2 separate regions of the Pan troglodytes genome follow, and region 1 is linked to region 2. Evidence: chromatin contacts called from public Hi-C data. All regions are on one chromosome and are shown on one strand. The core of a region is the stretch at or near the end of the contact, and the rest is flanking DNA. Distances in the headings are between cores, read along the strand shown.

Region 1 (6,934 bases), core at 347-2,846, 210 kb before region 2:
GTGCCCACTTGCCAATGTTATTTTTATTAAATAAATGGATCCGAAACTATGTGTTATTTTTCTTCATTATTATATAAAACAAAATCTTTAAAAAGTGGTCACCGGGAAATGATAATACCAGTTAGGATAACTTAACTTTGTTTAGAGGAAATATTTCTTCTAACTTGAAAACACATTTTACGAGTTATATTTTCACAATTTTAGACATTCTGCCTCTCATTCTGTTTGTCTCAGGTCCTGATTATCTTTCAGAATTTAGTCTTGATGCTCTATGACCATATACATGCTCTTTCTGCACTCTAAAAATAATATTCAATACAAAATACAAAATAGGATATCAAGGGCCTACAAAATTCATTTAGACTAGTAGCATATTTTTTTTTAGCACATGTGGGCAACATTCTTATGAAAAGATGTTTTATTGTTTCCCCAATAGGACAAAGAAGCTAGTGAGAAAGTGGCAAATCCTCCATGTTTGGCTATTTTACTTTCAAGCTCTGGCCAGTTTCTTACACTGTTGTGGCAATAGCCTTTGGTTTCCTATTTCTTTTCCTTTCTGATGCTCCCTTCTTTTCATAGTTTGCTGTATTCATGGTTGAGGAAATGAAAGCTTCCATACTGCAATGAAGTTAGTTTCTTGCATGTACCCGACATAAGAAAGGCAAGTAAATGACTACTTTTTAAGATAAGCATGTCTTACCTCCGAATCTATGTTTAGAGATTTTAAAAGTATGGTATTACTTTTTAAATATTTCTAAGACAAGCATACTTGAAAAAATGTTATGCCTTTTTCTAATTCCCTTCCTTTTCTGGCTTGTTTGAGGGAACCCAGACTATAAAACAAAGCCGATGAGAAGCCAAGAAAAGACATGATTAAATTAAAGCAAAATAATGAAAGAACAGAGTCACTTACATATTCAGCAAAAGCCAGCAAAATATATATATATATGAACAAAAGAAGAGAGGGGAAAAAAGGAAGGGAGGGAGGAAGGAAGGAAGGAAGAAGGAAGGAAAAGAAGGAGGGAAGGAAGGAAGAAAAGGAAGGAAGGAAGGAAATGTTCTCAAACTAAAATGTGTTTTCTGCGAGCTGAGTGAGCAAAACAGAGATTTCTTGCAGCTGTTACATTTGCTCTTAGAGCTGAAGTGGTAAATCAACTCAAGATGATCTGTCAGCCAATCAAGAAATCTTTACGTTTTGGCTGGGTCTTTAGTACAGAGATCTGGGTGGTCACAGGTTGCTTTCCTGTAGGATAATGTTTAATGTACTGTACAGCACATCCTTGAAAACTGGCCAAGACTAACATGGACTTGGCAGACACTTTCTGCAGCTCTGGGTGCCAACAGATGTCTTTGCTAGGTGAAAACAAATAAGAACCAAAATTCTTCCCAGCCTGCTGAAATAAAAGGTTCCTGGGAATTGCTGAGTGTTAAATTGCTGTCCTAAAACCTTTCATTTTGTGCTCTTGTTCTGAGTTGTGTTTTTGTTGCAATTGGCTCCCGGCCTAGGAACTTGGTGTGCTCTGCTGGGTTAACCATGATAAGCAGCTGGTGTGAGGGACCACGAGCTGATTCCACAGTGGCTCAGTGGAGTTCAGGATTACCTCTACCACAAGAGGGTAGTATAAATCTTTGAAAGGCAGAGGTGATATTGTGATCCCATCCCCAATCACTCTTCTCTTTTAACCTGGTCTCTGGCTCTGACTGTTTTACTTTTCCCCTTTCTCTAGAAACTCATACAACTGCCATTCTGCAAGCTTACATTGCTGTGGCACTTTATTAGCTTCAAAACTGTCAAAAAACAATCAGTGTGACTGTCTGCTGTCTGCAGGGGAGGGGGATATTCAACAGTTAGAATCTATATTCATATACTGGTAAACATTTTGAAACTGTCCCCTTAGGACCCATGAATAAGACTATGGAATGTTTTCTTAGTATTCAATGTCTATGTAATAGAAGGAAAAGGGATTAGCTGGAGGCGAATATGCATTCACAAATATTTGTTATTGAAAATTGCAAGAAAACTTGCTCATTCATTTATAAGTATTTTATTGAGATTTTTATTAAACCTCCACTACATACTACACACTAAGGATACAGCAGTAGGCTAGAGAGACCACCCTGCTCTCATGGAGCTTGCACATGAGTGTGAAAGACAAATACCAAGTGAGTTTACAAACAGTTATAAAAGTCTGGTGGTGGTAAGTGTGAAGAAGGAATATGAATCAGGATAAAGAGATGTAGGGAAAAGGGCAGCGTGATTTAGATAAGGTGGGTGAGTAAAGTTCTTAATCAAATACACAGGTGAGTACATATAAATTGAGTGGTATTTATCCATTCATTTAACATGTATTTACTGACTACCTAATATATATAATTTATGTCAGATGTTCTATTTAGCATTTAGTCAATATTATTTACATTCTTCAGGTATCAATTATTGCCACTCTTGCATAGCATAGATTTCAAGATATAATGTTTTGATATTAAACATCTGTGTTTGCATCTTACTGTCATGTGACCTCTGGTAATTTTAAAAATACTTTTCTGATATATAAAATAATATGTACCATAGAGTTGTCAGGCATATTAATGACATAGCAAGGGAGAAGGGCCAAGCATAATCACTTGAAGCACAGTTTATACCTATCAAATGTCAGTTATTGAAATTCTTAAAATCAATGCATAGCCATATCTTTCAAGTTAAAAATATTAACAGTATAATCATGGGACCCTTTCCGTCCTTAAAAATCTTCCATAATTTAATGGTACCATGTTCAAAATGAACAGTTACAGACTGGAACAGAAAAAAAAAAGAAAACTGCCATTGCTTTTCTACAAATGAAAACAAGTTAACTCATAAGCCCCAATTTTCAAAATATTATTCGTTCAAGGTAAATCAACTACAGATGGTCTCTGACTTACCATGGTTCAGCTTACGATTGTTTAATTTTACAATGGTGAGAAAACAATATGCATTCAGTAGAAACTGTACTTCAAATTTTGAATTGTGATATATTCCCAAGCTGACAATATGTTGTATGATACAATACTCCCTTCTAGTTCTGGGCAGCCAGTGAGCCAAAGCTCCCAGATGGCCAAGAGATCACGATGGTGAACAACTGATAATCTACAGTGTGCTGTGCTGGAAAGTATTTTTTGTTGTGTTTTTTTTTTTTTTTTCTGTGAGATGGGGTCTCACTATGTTTTCCAGGCTGGTCTCAAACTCCTGGGCTGAAACACTCCTTTCCTCAGCCTCATAAATAGCTGGATTACAGGCGTGAGCCTCTGCACCTGGCCAGAAAATGTCTTCAATCATAGATTGCAGAGCTCCACCGCCAGAGTTTGTGATTCAGGAGGTCCTGGGTGGAGCCTGATAACTTGAGTTTCTAACAAGTTTCCAGGTGATGCTGACGCTGCTTGTCCATGGACCACTCACCCAGATAAATCGTTATTTTCTTTTGGGCTTGAAAATCATTTTGCTACATTTTTCCTTCTTTGTATTTTATAACATAAAACGGATCTCTCAGTATTTCAAAATCAGCTCTTAGTATTTCAAGTCTAATTTTGCTAGGCTTCCTTTTAGGATTTTTATAGCTTTATGTCTTACATTTAAGTCTTTAATTCATCTTGAGTTAATTTTTGTATATGGTGAGAGATAGGGGTTCCAGTTTTATTCTTCTACATACAGCTTGCCAGTTTTCCCAGCACTGTTTATTGAATAGGATGTCCTTTCTCCAGTGTATGTTTTTGTCAACTTTGCCAAAGATCAGTTGCTTGCAGGCATGTGGCTTTATTTCTGACTTCTCTATTCTGTTCTGTTGATCTGTATATCTATTTGTATACCAGTATCATGCTCTTTTGTTTACTATAGCCTTGCAATATAATTTGAAGTCAGATAATGTGATGCCTCCAGCTTTGTTCCTTTTGTTTAGGGTTGTTTTGGCTATTCAGGCTGTTTTTTGGTTCCATTTAAATTTTTAGGGTTGGTTGTTTCTAATTCTGTGAAAAATGACATTGATAATTTGATAGGAGTGGCATTGAATTTGAGGATTACTTTTGGTAGTATGGTCCTTTTGATGATGTTAACTTTTCCAATTCATGAGCATGGGGTGTTTTTCCATTTGTTTGTGTCATCTCTGATTTCTTTAATCAGTGTTTTATAGCTCTCCTTGTAGAGATCTTTCATCTCCTTGCTTAAATGTATTCCTAGGGTTTTTTTTTTTTTTTGTAGCTATTGTAAATGGGATTGAGTTCTTGATTTTTTTCACAGCTTGATCATTATTGGTGTATAGAAATGCTATGGATTTTTGTACGTTGGTTTTGTATGCTGAAACTTTGCTGAAGTCATTTATTAAATGCAATATTCTTTTTGAGGAATCTTTAGAGTTTTCTAGGTATAAGATGATATCATCAATGAATAAAGATAATTTGAATTTCTCTTTTCCAATCTAAATACTTTCTGTTTCTTTCTCTTGCCTGATTGCTCTAGCTGGGACTTCCAGTACCAGGTTGAATAGGAGTGGTGAAAGTAGGTATTCCTATCTTGTTCTGGTTCTTAGGGGAATGATTTCAAATTTTGCCTGTTCAGAATGATGTTGGATGTGAGTTTGTCATAGATGGCTTTTATTATTTTGAAGTATGTTTGTTCAATGCCTCCTTTTTGGGGATTTTTGTCATGCAGAGATACTGGATTTTATTGAATGCTTTCTCTGCATCTATTGAGATAATCATACAGCTTTTGTTTTTAATTCTATTTATGTGGTGAATCACATTTATTGATCTGTATATTTTGAAGTATCTTTCCATTGCTGGAATAAAACTTTGCTGTATTATCTTTCTGATGTACTGTTGGATTCAATTTGCTAGTTTTTTGTTGAGGATTTTTGCATCTATGTTTATCATGATATTGGTCTCTGGTTTTCTTTTTTGTTGTATCATTGCCTGGCTTTGGGATCAGGGTAATGCTGGCTTCATAGAATCAGATAAGGAGAATTCCCTCCTCCTCGATTTTTTGGAACAGTTTCAGTAAGATTAATACAATTGGCCTAGGTAAAGAATTTATGACAAAGTTCTCAAAAGCGAACACAACAGAAACAAAAATAGACAAATGGGACTTCATTAACTAAAAAGCTTCTGCACAGCAAAAGAAATAGTAATAAACAGAAAATCTACAGAATGGAAGAAAATATTTGAAAACTATTCATTAGACAATTCTGGCTAATATCCAGAACTATAAGGAACTCAAACAACACAACAAGAAAATTCAAATGACTCCACTAAAAAGTGGGCAAAGAACATGAAACAGACATTTTTTTAAAAAAACATACAAGTGGCAACAAACATATGAAAAAATGTTCAATATCACTAATCATCAGAGAAATGCAAATTAAAACCACATTAAGATACTGTCTTACACCAGTCAGAATGGCTATTATTTAAAAATTAAAAACAACAGATGTTGGTGAGGATGTGGAGAAAAGGGAACATTTACACATTATTGGTAGGAATATAAATTAGTTCAACCTCTGTAGAAAACAGAATGGAGATATCTCAAAGAACTAAAAATAGAACTACTGAGTATCTACCCAGAGGAAAAGAAATCAATATATGAAGTGACACCTGCACTCATATCTTTATTGCAACACTATTCACAAAAGCAAAGACATGGAACCAACCTAAGTAAGTGTCAATTAATGAATGATTGAATAAAGAAAATGTGGTGTGTATACATACACACACTGAATATGTTATATTATATATATACTGAATGTGATATATATGCATATTTATATGCATACGCATATATATATAGAGAGAGACACACACACACTGTGGAATACTACTCAGCCATAAAAAGAATGACATCATGTCTTTTGCAACAACATAGATGGAACTAGAGGCCATTATGTTAAGTGAAATAACTCAGAAACAGAAAGTGAAATACAGTACATTTTCTTAAAGTGTGTGCTAGACAATGTCTATATATGAATATACAGAGTGGAATAATAGACACTGGAGACTCCAAAAGGTGAGAGATAGGGCAAGGGATGAGAAATTATCTATTGGGTACAATTTACACTATTTGGGTAATGGTTACACTAACAGCCCAGATTCCAGCACTATGCAATATAGGTAGGTCTTTTAGAATTTTAAGAAAACGTTTTATCTTTCACCAAAGCTTAGTTTTTTTTTGTTTTTGTTTTTGTTTTGTTTTGTTTTTTTTGAGACGAGTCTCACTCAGCTGTCACCTAGCCTGGAGTACAGGGGCGCAATCTCGGCTCACTGCAAGCTCCGCCTCCCAGGTTCAAGCCATTCTCCTGCCTCAGCCTCCTGAGTAGCTGGGACTACAGGCACCCGCCACCACGCCTGGCTAATTTTTTTGTATTTTTAGTAGAGACAAGGTTTCACCGTGTTAGCCAGGAGGGTCTCGATCTACTGACCTCGTGATCTGCCCGCCTCGGCCTCCCAAAGTGCTGGGATTACAGGCGTGAGCCACCGCGCCCGGCCACCAAAGCCTAGTTCTTACAAAACTAGTATTTTGTCTTTCAGACAGTGGTTTACTCCTTTTTCCTTACTGTGTTTGCATTTGCTTCAAAGATGAATGAAATAAAATACCAAGAGGTGGAACTATGTTTCAGAAATAATTTCAAATGTAGACTTCTAATTTTTTTCCACTGTGGTCCAAGAAGATACTTGATATAATTTTGATATTTTTGAATTTATTGAAACTTTGTAGCCAAGCATATGGTGTATTTTGGAGGATATTCCATGCATAGATGAGAAAAATGTATATTGTGCCACTGTTAGATAGAATATTTTTGTAAATGGCTATTAGCTCCGTCTAGAGTCCCATTCAAGTCCAGAGATTTTTTGTTGATTTTCTGATTCAATCAAATATACTTTTCCATTTGGAAGAAAAATAAATCTACATGTA
Region 2 (7,202 bases), core at 2,822-5,321:
CCTAAAAATAAGAAAATTAAAATCTATGAAGTGGGCTTTTATTCCCAGATCTGACATGTACAGAGAGTGGCAGTCATCATTTCTGTCATTACAAAAACATAAAGATAAAACCAGATAGACAAACAATATTACTGACTCTACTTGCATTCAATAAAGCAAACCATCACACCAAAATCTGTAGAAATATATTGAATCAGAGATACAGCAGAGATTTGCTTACCTTGAGCAGCAGCTGCTAAGACAATAAACTGGTAGGAAAACTTAAATGGTAATTTTCGACAAGTTGCTCCTGGCTGTGTATGGATTTTAACCTGAGAATGAGAAACTCAAAGTTAGACTTTTGTGGATTTAATCTCTAGGAATCCCACCATATTCTCAGAGTGAAACAATGAAAAAGATGATCTCTAACTGTTTCTGGGGAAGGAAAGAGTACCCATTGTGAACAATGCTGTGCAAGAAATAGACTCGCGGAAGAGGAGTACTTACAAAGTCCAAAGTCAAAGTGAGACAAAAACAAAGACAGCAGAAGAATTTGGAGCCTCTAGCACCAGTAGCTCCACCAAATTTTGAACAGAGACTGATTCTTAGCCAGATAAACATGGGATCTGACACTGTAGTCCTATTTTTCCTATTCCACAACATTGGCAGATTTCAACACCACCACATTATAAGACATGTTTCAAAGCAAGGAAAACACATTTTGAAAAGGTAAAGCAATCATCAAAACCAGACAGATATATGACACAGACATTCAAATTATCATACAAGTCATTTAAAATAACTATGGTTAATATGTTAAGGACACTAATGGAAAAACTAGATAACGTGCAAAAATAGATAATATAAGCAGAGAGATAAAAACTCTAAGAAAGAGTCGAAAAGAAATGCTGGAATGAACACTATAACCAAAATAAAGAATGTCTTCAATGAACCTGTCAGAAGATGACATGGCAGAGGAAAGAAACAGTGACATAAAAGAAGGGACAATAGAAACTTCAGAAAATGAAATACAAAGAGAAAAGAGAATGAAAAACAACAAACATCTCAGAGCTGTGGGACAATTTCCAAAGTTATAATATATACATAAGTGGAATGCAAAAGCAAAAAAGTGAGAGAACAAAGTAGAAAAATATATTTGGAAAAATAATGGCTGAAAAATTTTCAAAATTAATGACAAACAACAAACCATAGTTCCACAAAGCTCAGAAAACAATTAGCAGGACAATAACAAAGAAACAAACAAAAACAAGCAAAACAAACTAACCTAAGAATGTTAAAAATAAACAACTGTGGAGAAAAGCGAAGACAAAAGGAATATCATGAAAGAAGCTACAAGAGAAACAAACAAATTAACAAACAAAAATACATCTTACCTATGCAGGAGCATGGGGAAGAATTACATTGCACTTCTATTCATAAATATTCAAGCAAGAAGAGAGTGATGCTAAGAGAAAAAAAAATCACCTAGAATTATATATGCATCAAAATTATTCTTCAAAATAAATAATAAAGATTTCTTTATTTTCTAAACAAAAATTGAAGGAATTTATTGCCACCATGCCATACCTCCCACAGGAAATAATAAACAAAATTATTTGAGCAGAAGGGAACTGATATTTTCTTGGGTCTAAGGAAAGGAAGAGTGTAAGAGAAGGAATAAATGGAGTTTTATTTTTAAGAATAAAAAATCTTATATGTTTCTTATTATCTTGAAGATAATTGCTAGTTTAATGTAATAATAGTAACAATGTATTTGGTGATTATAACACATGGATAAATGAAATGACTGACAACAATATCACAAGGGATGTATAAAGGAATTCAATACATTCTAAGTGTAATGTGTATCCTCAGACATCAGCTAATATCAAATCACATAAAACAATCAATTAAAACCAGAAAGAACAGAAATAGATGGAAGGGAGAGAAACAAAGAAAATGCAAAATTTAGAAAGATTATAAACATGGTAGGTATTAATTATAATATATAATTAGTCAACTTAAATATTACTGGTCTAAGTACACCAATGAAGACATCGTCAAAATGAATGAAAAGAATAAAACCAATTATATGTTGAATACAAAAAAAATGTATCTTAGAGAGAGGTAGAGCAAGATACCTGAATGGAAGAGTTCTCCAATCATCCTCCCCACAGGAACACCAATTTAACAGCTATCTACACAAAAAAGCACCTCCATAGGAATTAAAAAAAGCAGGTGAGTGATCACAGTATCTGATTTTAACTTCATATTGCTGAAAGAGGAACTAAAGAGGTTGGGTAAAAGAGTCTTGAATTGCTGATGCCATCCATCTTCCATTCCTCAGCAGCAGTCACCTGTCTTGAAGAGATAATCTGTACACTTGGTGGAGGGAGAGCACAGCAATTATGGCGCTTTGCATTGGAACACAGTGCTGCCAACACTGAGCAGAGCTCCACTGATGCCCACAGAGGGAGCATTTAGACAAACCAGAGAAGAACTGCCCATCCCAGTGGCTGGAACCTGAGTTTCAGCAAGCCTTGCCACCAAGGGCTAAAGTGCATTGGGGTCCTAAATAAACTTGAACAGCAGTCTAGGACACAAGGACAGCAATTTTTATGCAAGTCCTATTGCTGTACTGGGCTCTAAGTCAGTGGCCTTGGGAGGCACACAGTCTAGTAAGACACAAGCCAGGGTGACTACATCAGTGCTCGCTGCCTATAAGGGAAGGACATGAGCCTAGCTAGCTTTGCCATCTGCTCCATCGCCAACACCAGGCAGCACTGCTTGCATCTCTGAAAGAGACCTCTTCCCTTTGCTTGAGGAGAGGAGATGGGAGAGTAAAGAGGACTTTATCTTGCAACTTGGATACAAGCTCAGCCACAGTAGGATAGGGCACCAAGCAGAGTCATGAGGCCCCCATTCTAGGCCATAGCTACTATACAACATTTCTAGATACACCCTGAGCCAGAAGGGAACCCACTGCCTTGAAGGGAAATCCAGTCCTGGCAGGATTCATCACTTGCTGACTGAAGTCTAAGCTCCGGAAGAATACTCTGGATTACCAGGCAAAGACTCTTTTTCCCTTTCCTTACTCTCTCCCATACAAAAGAGTCTCTCTCTCTCTCTCTCTCTCTCTCTCTCTCTCTCTCTCTCTCTCTCTCTCTCTCTGTCTGCTGAGGTGCCCGGAGCTCTGGGAGGTGTGACACAAGCACCCGTGTGGCTACCACACTTGGAACTGTGCTGCTTCAGACCTGAAGCCAGCACAGCACTGAGTCTCACCCAAGGCTCACTATAACCAATACCTAGCTACCTCCTAGGAGCGCTTAAGGCCCCAGGGCTCTACCGTCTACAGATGGCAAAGTGAGCTCGACTTGTGTCCTTCCCTTCAGACTCTGAATAATCAGCAGCAGTAACCAGGTAGTACATATCATAGGCCTTAGGTATGAATCTTAGATGTGATGGCTTCAGGGGTGACCCAGCACATTCACATCTGTGGTGGCTATAAGCAAAAATTCCTTTTGCTTGAGAAAAGCAAAGGGAAGAGTAAAGGTGACTTTGTCTTTGCAGCTTAGGCACCAGCTCAGCCACGTGGATAGAGTGCCACATGGGCACTTGGGGTCCCAAATTCCAGGCCTTGGTTCTTTGATGTGATTTCTGGACCTACTCTGGGCTAGAGGGGAGCCCACTGCTCTAAAGGGCGAGTTCCAGGCTGGACAGCATTCACCATAAGCTGACTGAGAAGCCCTTGGGCCTTAAGTGAACACTGTGAGCACTGGTGGTTGCCTGGCAGTACCCACTGTGGGCCTGCGGTAATGGTTGACATGGGAAGAGACTCCTCTGCCTGAGGCAAGAGGAAGAAAGAGTGGGAAAAACTTGTTCTTCTCTGGGTGCCATCTCAGCAGAAGTGGAAAAAAGGTAGATTTCTAAGATTTCTGACTCCAGGCCCCGGCTCCTGGGTGAAATCTTTGATCTCATCCCGGGACTGAGGGAACTTACTGCCCTGAAGGGAAGGACACAAGTTGAGCTAGCTTTGCCATCCGTAGACGGTAGAGCCCTGGGGCCTTAAGCACTCCTAGGAGGTAGCTAGGTATTGGTTATAGTGAGCCTTGGGTGAGACCCAGTGCTGTTCTGGCTTCAGGTCTGATGCAGTACAGTTCCAAGTGTGGTAGCCACACGGGTGCTTGTGTCACACCTCCCAGAGCTCCGGGCACCTCAGCAGACAGAAAGAGAGAGAGAGAGAGACTCTTTTGTTTGGGAGAGAGTAAGAAAAGGGAAAAAGGGTCTTTGCCTGGTAATCCAGAGTATTCTTCTGGAGCTTGTCCAAGACCATTAAGACCATACCTATATAAGTCTGCATGAACCAAAGTGTTACTGGGCTTGGGGCGCCCCCTAATGCAGATACAGCTGCAGTGACCAAAAACTTAGATCACAACATCTAAGTCTCTTCCAATACCTGGAAAGCCATACCAACAACAGGCATAAACATGCCCAGACTGTGAAGACTACAATACAGACCTAACTTTACAATGCCTGGATATCAACAAATATCCACAAGCATCAAGATCATCCAGGAAAACATGACCTCACCAAATGAACTAAATAAGGCACCAGGGACCAATCTCAGAGAGACAGAGATATGGGACTTCTCAGACAGAGAACTCAAAATGGCTATTTTGAAGAAACTCAAAGAAATTTAAGATAACACAGAGAAGTGATTCAAAGTCCTATCAGATAAATGTAACAAATAAACTTAAATAATTAAAAAGAATCAATAATAAATTCTGGAGTTGAAAAATGCAGTTGACATACTGAAGGATACAGCAGGGTCCCTTAATATCAGAATTACTCAAGGAGAGGGAAGAATTAGTGAGCTTAAAGACAGGCTATTTGAAAATACAGTCAGAGGAGACAAAGGAAAGAAGAGAAAGATCTAAATCTAAGTACAAGAAGGTTATAGAACACCAAGCCGATTTAACCCAAAGAAGACTACCTCAAGGCATGTAATAATAAAACTCCCAAAGGTCAAGATTAAAGAAAGAATTCTAAAAGCAGCAAGAGGAAAGAAACAAATAAAAGCAGACTTTCCAGTGGAAACCTTACAGGTCAGTAGAGAGTGACATGACATGTTTAAAGTGCTGAAGGAAAATAACTTTTACCCTTTGGGCTTCTCCTACCCTTAAGTCAACAAAGAAGGGAGTTACAGTGTTGGCTGGGGTGATTGACCACACTATCAAGATGAAATCAGTCTATGATTCCACAATAAAGGTATGGAAGACTATTCATGGAATACAGGAGATCCCTTGGGGTGTCTCTTAGTATTGCCATGCCCTGTGGTTAAGATCAATGGGGAACTACAACAGCTCAGTCCAGGCAGGGCTATAAATGACCCAGGCCCTTCAAGAATGAAGGTTTAGGTCACTCTACCAGGAAAAAAACCCACAACCTGCTGAGGTGCTTGCTGAAGAAAAAGGGAATACAGAAGGGGTAGTAGAGGAAGGTAGTCATCAATACTAGCTATGACCACATGACCAAATGCAGAAATGGGGACTGTAATTGTCATGAGTATTTCCTCCTTCTTTTGTTAAAAACATGTTTGTGCATGTATACACTTGTACTAAGAAAATACCTCATTGTATTTCCTTTTTCCTTCATCAGGTGACATAAGATTTATTGACTTCATATCAGCATTTAAGTGTTATTAACTCTATGTAATAGCATTTGGCTTGGGGATTGGTGCATTTCCATTTGTACAAAGGATAGTTGTATTACATTAGGCATAATTTTGACCTTATTATTGTCTTTATTTGAAGATTATGTCCGATCTCAGGAGATGTGTATGGGTTCAAGTTGACAAGGGGTTGACTTGTGACGATTAATGCTGCCTGTCAACTTAATTGGATTGAAGGATGCACAGTATTGATCCTGGGTGTGTCTGTGAGGGTGTTGCCAAAGGAGATTAACATTTGAGTCAGTGGGCTAGGAAAGGCAGACCCACCCTTAATCTGGGTGGGCATAATCAGCTGCCAGCAAGGCTAGAATATAAAGCAGGCAGAAGAACGTGAAAAAACTAGACTGGCTTAGCCTTCCAGGCTACATATTTTCCCCTGTGCTGGATGCTTCCTGCCCTCAAACATTGTACTTCAAGTTCTTCAGCTTTGGGACTCAGACTGGTTTCCTTGCTCCTCAGCTTGCAGATGACCTATTGTTTGACCTTGTGATCATGTGAGTTGAATACTCCTTAATAAACTCTCTCTCTATGTATATATGTTAGTTCTCTTTCTCTAAAAAACTCTAATATATGAGGTATTTTATTTTTTGTGTGGCAATTGTGAATGGGATTGCATTCCTTCAGTTTGACTGTTGGTTTATAGGAGTGCCAATAATTTTTGCACGTTAATTTTTTATCCTGAGAGTTTGTTTTAGTTGTTTATCAGCTTAAGGACCTTTTGGGCTGAGACTATAGGATTTTCTAAATATAGGGTCATGTCATCTGCAAACTGGGATAGCTTGACTTCCTCCCTTTCTATTTGGGTGCTCTTTATTTTATTCTGATTGTTGTTGTATTCTGTCTTGCCTAATTTTTCTGGCCAGGGCTTCTAATACTATGATGAATAGAAGTTGTGAGAGAGGGCATCCTTGTTTTGTGCTGGTTTTCAAGGGGAATGCTTCCAGCTTTTGTCCTTCAGTATGTTGGCTGTGGGTGTGTCATAGATGGCTCTTATGATTTTGAGGTATGTTCTTTTAATAACTAGCTTATTGAGAGTTTTTAACATGAAGCAGTGTTGAATTTCATTGAAAGCATTTTGTGCATCTATTGAAATAATCATGTGGATTTTTTCTTTAGTTTTATGTGATAAATCACATTTGCTGATTTGCACATGTTAAACTAACCCTGTATCGAAGGGTTAAAGTCTACGTAGTTGTGGTGGATTAGCTTCATGATGTGCTGCTGGTTTCAGTTTGCAAGCATTTTGTTGAGGATTTTTTGCATCAGTGTTCATCAAAAATATTGGCATGAAATTTTTGTTGTTGTTGTTGTGTCTCTGCCAGACTTTGGTATCAGTATGATGCTGGCCTCATAGGATGAGCTGAGGAGTAGTCTCTGCTCATCAATTTTTTGGAATAGATTTCATAGAAAAGGGACCAGCTCTTCTTCATATATCTGCTAGAATTCAGCTATGAATCCTGCTTGTCCTAGGCCTTTTTTGGTAGGCTATTTT

The links. A called contact is a pair of places that touch in the nucleus more often than the background predicts.
Region 1: a contact with region 2 is called in a Hi-C map of induced pluripotent stem cells, with 2.2 times the contacts expected there. The contact joins two enhancer-like sites. A contact is called at or near these places in 2 of 7 Hi-C or Micro-C datasets (both in induced pluripotent stem cells).

The regions. Positions count from the first base shown.
Region 1 is chr10:81,083,168-81,090,101 of NHGRI_mPanTro3-v2.0_pri, reverse strand. No RefSeq gene overlaps it. Among named protein-coding and RNA genes, the nearest start is that of ATXN7L3B, 230 kb to the left of the region's middle. Within about 2 kb of position 1,596, at least 7 of the 24 cell types and tissues checked have an H3K27ac peak or open chromatin away from gene starts, as enhancers often do. A contact at or near this core is called in induced pluripotent stem cells, where this site is marked.
Region 2 is chr10:80,874,595-80,881,796 of NHGRI_mPanTro3-v2.0_pri, reverse strand. The region is part of intron 6 of LOC134807489 (a long non-coding RNA gene); the gene reads left to right. It overlaps LOC134807490 (a long non-coding RNA gene), which reads right to left. Exons shown (of 4, transcript XR_010148082.1): 2 at 1,374-1,444; 3 at 221-311. Among named protein-coding and RNA genes, the nearest start is that of ATXN7L3B, 440 kb to the left of the region's middle. Within about 2 kb of position 4,071, at least 1 of the 24 cell types and tissues checked has an H3K27ac peak or open chromatin away from gene starts, as enhancers often do. A contact at or near this core is called in induced pluripotent stem cells, where this site is marked.